Linked DNA regions of Ovis aries: region 1 is linked to region 2. The links are chromatin contacts, called in public Hi-C maps. All regions are on one chromosome and are shown on one strand. The core of a region is the stretch at or near the end of the contact, and the rest is flanking DNA. Distances in the headings are between cores, read along the strand shown. Region 1 holds the start of TMTC2 (transmembrane O-mannosyltransferase targeting cadherins 2). Region 2 overlaps METTL25 (methyltransferase like 25).

Region 1 (3,027 bases), core at 259-2,758, 160 kb after region 2:
CAACAGGTAAGTGCAATGGAGAGACAGAGAGGGCCTTTGATGGGTCAAACTTTTTGACAGTGGGCAGAGGTTATGAGGTTAAAAAGAAAGAAAAAAAAAGGTAAAGATCAGCCCCTACCTTTACAGATACAATTCCCTCTTATGTGCATTTACTTTTTTCCCAAGGCACAAAAATGGAACCATCGAGCATGGCACAATATAATGAATATTCATGGTTTCATCTATGTCTACATCGATTTCCTCGTGAACTCAGGAAAAGATGGAGCTTTGTTTTGCAGACACCCAAACCACGGTACTTGATTTTCAGGCCACTGTTAGACATCCTGGGGATGGGGGTGGTGGGGGGTGGTCAATTTCTCCAGGCCGTTTTGGAGAACTTGCTGGTTAGGTGCTGGTTAGGTTTGAGAGGCGGGGGAGAGGGGAAGTCGGCCTCCCGGGGTCAGTTTTTTATGCTTTGCGGCTGCTAAGCAGCAGGGGGCGCTGCAGCAGTGTACTTCGTGGTCCAAGGGAGCCGCTCATCCAGCCGGAAAGGCCAAGTCGAGAAGAGGTGTGGCAGGCAGCCCACGGTCCTCTTCGGTCCTGCAACTTTAGTACCCAGACCTCGTTCTCCACAGACCATTCTTCTACACAATATTTCATCATGTTGGATGCCTTCCATCCAGTCCTGCATCCGGGCGGAAAGGAAAGGGCATTAGCTTCCAGTCTTTCTAGGTTTAAGCATAGCGCTGTGCTGGGTCGTTAAGACGTCTCTTCTCTGTGTTCGTTCTCCCAGTCCGACTGACAGTTCCCTTGAAACCACGAAAAGCCGCCGCAGCTGCGGGTACGCCTGGGTGCGTGCTAATCTTTTTGTCCTCTGTTGGGGTCCTTTCTTTTTAAGCTAACTGAGGGACTATTTCCCTCCCCACCCGTCTCTCCATTGACATTCGGGACAAAGGTCGGCTCGGAGCTGAAATCTCTCCCTCCTAAGATGCCCCCTCAAACTCGCCAACCCCCACTACCCACCCCATTTCGGCTCCTGCACAGTGAGGGTGTCTGACGCGTTGCGTGTGTGTTCGTGGCGACCAAGTCTGCAACACTAGCCAAACCTGTTCTTCCTCTCCCGGTCCCCAGAAGTCTCTCCAGCTGACTGGACTTACGCCTGGCATCGCTTGGCACACGCAGCGCCCGGGGTTGAGATCCTGCTGGTGCCAGGCGCCGCCAGGCAGCAGAGGAGCTAGCGACCGCGTCCTCCCGGTCTCATTTCTCCCGCGCCCAGGGCGCACTCCAGCTACCTCTTTGGGCTGTTTTCCAGCCGTCGCCCCTGGGTCCCCGCGGCTTCCCAGACTGAAATCGAAGGTGAGCAAAACGGGGGGAGGGCGGGAGGTGGGAAGGCGGAGCCTCCCGCCCGGGGAGAGAGTGGGAGGAGCCTCTAGCCTAGGGGGTAACGTGGGCGGAACCTTAGGGGGTGGGTCTGGGTGGGGAAAGGGGCGGGGCGATCCGGGGATGGAGGGTTGGCCACGCAGGCGCGGGGGGACAGCGCCGAGAACCCCACGCGGGAGCTTCTGGAGGCTCCAGCCACCGCTTCTCACTTCACTGGATAAGGGGCTAGGGCCGGGAGGGGAGCTAATAAAGAGTGAATGAGCTGCAGCCGCTGTGGCGGCCGGAGTCTGCCCGAGCGGCATAGGAGCCGTGCGCCCGCGAGGCGGCGAGGGGAGGCGGTTTGCCTTGTCCCTCCCAGCCGCCCTTCTCTCTCTCTCTCTTCCTCCAGCTGGTCCCAGAGCCCGGCTCGGTCCGGTCCCTCTGCCCCCATCCCGCACTCTCCCACCTTCTCCGAGTCCCACTCCGCACCTAGGGCGTCCCGCACTGCCATGGGTTAGGGTGGCGGCTACGAGCCGCGCGAAGGACCAGCCTTGTGCATCCGCCGGGGGACGCGGAGCCCGAACGCCGCTTGCCGCTCGCCGGCGCAGGGCATGGGGAGCGCGGTGTGAGCCCGCACCCGGGGAGGACGCAGGAGCTGCGGAGCCGGGCGAGGAGGAGAAGGAGAGCGGTGGATTGGAAGGACCCGAGGGAGGAAGGAAGGGTGGGGAAGCGAGGGAAAAGTGAAGCTGGGAGGAGAAAGCGGCAGAAGGTGGGGATTGATGCTTCTGTTTTTTGTTGCCGCTGCTGCCCTCGCGCTGGGAGCCGAGCCGGAGGGAAGGCGGTGGAGAGATGATTGCAGAGTTGGTGAGCAGCGCTCTGGGGCTCGCCTTGTATCTCAACACCCTGAGTGCGGATTTTTGCTATGATGACAGGTAAGGGGTAAGAGGAAGGGGTGACGGGCTGCCTGGGGACTCCGTGGTGGCTTTGAAGCTTCCCGCTTTAAGGCTGGAAGTGCATCTTGGAGGGACTATTCCTGCACCTGACGGCTTAGGAGACGCGTAAACATCCGAACCTAAAGCAAACATTCGGGATGCGGGCGCACAGGGCGGGCTGGGGGAGTTTGGGTTCTTACTTTGCAGCAGGTTCCTCTCCCTTGCTTCTAGACTGTTGGCAGACGCTTAAGTTTCTTAGCGGAAGTCTCAGCAATTTGGGAAACTGTTTAATGAACGCATTAAAAAACAATTCTTAGGTATTCCTTGGTGCAACAAAAGCACATTGAGCGATTTTACGTCTGGGCTGGAAGGAAGCTGCTCCCTGCACTCTGATAGATCTTCCCTGTAACGTTTCCTTTTATTGATGGGACACTTTTATTTCCCGAGGTTGAAACACATTTGACAGTTGCCCAAATAGTGGAGAGATCGCACTGTTCCAACTTTCCCTTTTGACGCGTGGTGTACATTACTTTGCGCCATGGCAGTGCTGCGCCCCCGCCTCTCGCACAAATCAATGGAGTATTACTTTATAAAAAGCCTGGGCCTTCATTTCTGTTTGGGAGTTTTACTTTCGAAGTTAGCGATTCTTTTGTGCTAATTGGGGGAAGAAGACGCCCCTAGAGACTGAGGTTGTCTTCTGCATTTGGGTTAGTTTGGGTGGCTAATGAGACCTGAACTGTGTTGTCAAAGAAACTGC
Region 2 (2,895 bases), core at 246-2,745:
TAGGAAAAACTGAAGCACAGAGAGATAAAATAATTTTGTCCAGTCTATGGTAATACAGCTTGTAAATTGTGCAGGCATGCTAAGTCATTTCAGTCGTGTCTGACTCTTTGTGACCCTATGGACCATAGCCCGCCAGGCTCCTACTCTGATGGGTAAGCAGGTTGTGTTGTGGAGAATAATCAACCTACATGTCTTGTTTTCCTTGTGGGAGTGGGAGGAGGAGGATTGTTTGCGGCTGTGCATTTAGAACCAAACATCAATTTCCAATCATCCTTTATCAGTCAGAGTGAAGTGAAGTCACTCAGTCATGTCTGACTCTTTGCAACCCCATGGACTGTAGCCTACCAGGCTCCTCCATCCATAGTATTTTCCAAGCAAGAATACAGGAGTGGGTTGCCATTTCCTTCTCCAATTTGAAGACAAAGGACCACAGTAAACATTCATTGTGCACTTACCAAGGGCACTTACCTGTATTCTTTCATTCTCTCCTCATAACATAAATGTAGTATGTCTGCCGTTTTATAGATGAGAAAAGTCTTTGGGGAAAGCGCTGGGAAAAGACAGAAGCCCAACTTCTTGTTCCTGTTGCAGCTTTTTCTAGTGCTCAGAGTTAGTTGTCCAATTCCACAAGTCCGTGGGCCGTATTTCTTCTCATCTATCAAATGGGAAGGATAACATCCATCCTTTGTAGGGTATTCCCTGTAGCTCAAAAGGTAAAGAATCCACCTGCGGTGCAGGAGACCCAGGTTTGATCCCTGGGTCAGGAAGATCCTCTGGAGAAGGGAATGGCAGTCCACTCCAGTCTGCTTGCCTGGAGAATTCCCTGGACAGAGGAGCCCAGCAGGCTACAGCCCATGGGATTGCAAAGAGTTGGACACGACTGAGCAACTGACACTACTACTACCACTATTTGCTTCATAGGATCCTTGTGGGGTCAAATGAGTCACTGGATGGGAAAGAACTTTAAAACTCACAAAGTGCTGTCCACATTCAGGGAATCATTATGACTGTGTTATTCCCATCCCACAAAGGCAGCTGCTGTAGGTAAAACTGCAAGTTCATCCTCTGCCAAGTGGCCCATGACAGGGACCACAGTGATGCTGTCCAACAGGCATGGCAGAAGAGAGACTGTGTCCTGAAAATCATTTAAACAGAAGGAAAGGAAGCATAGTTAAAACAAAACCTTCAGAAATGGTGTTGTAGGGCTGAGACAGAGCCAAGCTGAGAAAACTTTGGGATACTTTCTTTGCTCTTGAGAACGATTCTAAGGCTTGAAAATCAGCCAGGTGGAGAAAAAGAGAGTAAGTTCACAGCAGACTTCACAGCAGAAAGAGAAAAGCACAAACTCACACATTTGGGGAAAATGAGCATCACAATACAGAAAAGTATTTTTAAATCCACTCAAAAACTGACCAGAGATTCTAAGCTATGGCTGGATGTTTGCAAACACAACAGCTGCTGCATTCCACAGTCTAGAAGGGAAATAATGGAAACTTTCTTTTCTCTTTTCCAACAAGACACAACAAAAGCAGAGCTGATGTAATTAATGAAAAAAAGATGGCTATTTAAAACAGTGAAGGCACCGAACAACAGAATGGAATGGAAATGAGGCCCACATTTAGGGACAATTTGTTATTTATCTGCTGTTCTTTTAATGCACACTGTGTTCTGCTAATATTCCCCTCTCCAGGGAGACTACCAAACCAGGTTGGTTAGCGATACAAGCATGAGGAGTTAGATGCTATGATATAAGCAGTGGGTGGATGGAGTTATTTCTTGAATATTAATTAATGTAGTCCATCCAACTTGAAGACTCTTACAGTTGAATACTTCAACTTAATGGATCTGTTTTCAAATTCCCTTTAATGGCCCTTCTGTGACCATAATATCTACTTTTCCAGACATCCTAAGTAGAAACCATTATGGACAATGTATGTAAAATCCCCCAAGGATAGCATATGGAGGAGAAACTGTGGACTGCCAAATTCAGCAGCTCTGGAGAGAGTGTTTCTGAATTAAACTTGAGTCTACAGGGATTACAGTTCATTTATGACTGGCAAAATATATCTTCCCAATTCCGAAAGATAAATCCCACTGATATATATGTGGATTTCACAAGTGTTTCTCAAAAAACACAAGGCAAAAGAATCTTTCCACAAAATGTAGAAGTTCTATGATATTTTGAAATTATGATAAGTCACATGTTATGTTGGCTCTCACTGTTAAATAGAGAATTTTGTAAGTGCTGTACCAACTCTGACCTGAGGAAACTTGGTTCAGAAATTTCATGCTGAGATGTTAGGGGAAAATGACTGTTTTGAAAAACTTAAAAGGACTGACAAGGCAGTGACTACAGTCTTTGTTGTTTTAAAGATAAATTTAACAACTTCAAAAGTTTGGAGAGGAGGGAACCAGAGTATTGCAAACTTTTTCTTTTGCCAAATAAGATCAGTTTTAATTTTATTTTTTATGAAAAAGATAATAGATATTATTGATAGCACAGACTCAGAGTTTAAAGTACAGTTCTTTAAATTAATGTACTTAGCTTCATGAAAAATCATCCTGGTTTATCTTCATGTTTTGATTTCATTGTGGACCAGGGAAAATATTGTGGCAAACCAGAGCTGGTCTATGAACCCACAGTTGAAAACCACTAGCTTGATTCACTTCATTAGAATGAGCTGGTTCTCTACCCTAAGCAACTATTAAAATCTAATTCAAAAGCTTTCAGCATCCAGCAAACTCCTGTAATTTAGCACAAAGTGATTAAATCTTCTAGTGAGTGTTTACATTTATTGGTGAATGATACTTTATTCTGTACCCATGCAATAAATTTCTTGGAATACTATTTATTTTTTAAATTTCCACTTTCAAGGAGCTGATATAGCTAGAATT

What was found. Hi-C and Micro-C count contacts between places; a contact is called where the count stands out from the background.
Region 1: a contact with region 2 is called in a Hi-C map of hypothalamus, with 3 times the contacts expected there. The contact joins the promoter of TMTC2 here to the enhancer-like site in region 2. A contact is called at or near these places in 3 of 16 Hi-C or Micro-C datasets (hypothalamus, skin fibroblasts and tail adipose tissue).

The regions. Positions count from the first base shown.
Region 1 is chr3:118,713,499-118,716,525 of ARS-UI_Ramb_v3.0, forward strand. TMTC2 (transmembrane O-mannosyltransferase targeting cadherins 2) reads left to right here and starts at 1,509. Exons shown (of 12, transcript XM_004006230.6): 1 at 1,509-2,270. The coding sequence starts at 2,188. It overlaps LOC132659530, which reads right to left and starts at 1,951. Exons shown (of 3, transcript XM_060413666.1): 1 at 1,869-1,951; 2 at 1,137-1,827; 3 at 1-664. The coding sequence starts at 1,951. The coding sequence ends at 464.
Region 2 is chr3:118,555,951-118,558,845 of ARS-UI_Ramb_v3.0, forward strand. All of the region lies in intron 12 of METTL25 (methyltransferase like 25), which reads left to right. Among named protein-coding and RNA genes, the nearest start is that of TMTC2, 160 kb to the right of the region's middle. Within about 2 kb of position 1,496, at least 9 of the 54 cell types and tissues checked have an H3K27ac peak or open chromatin away from gene starts, as enhancers often do. A contact at or near this core is called in hypothalamus, where this site is marked.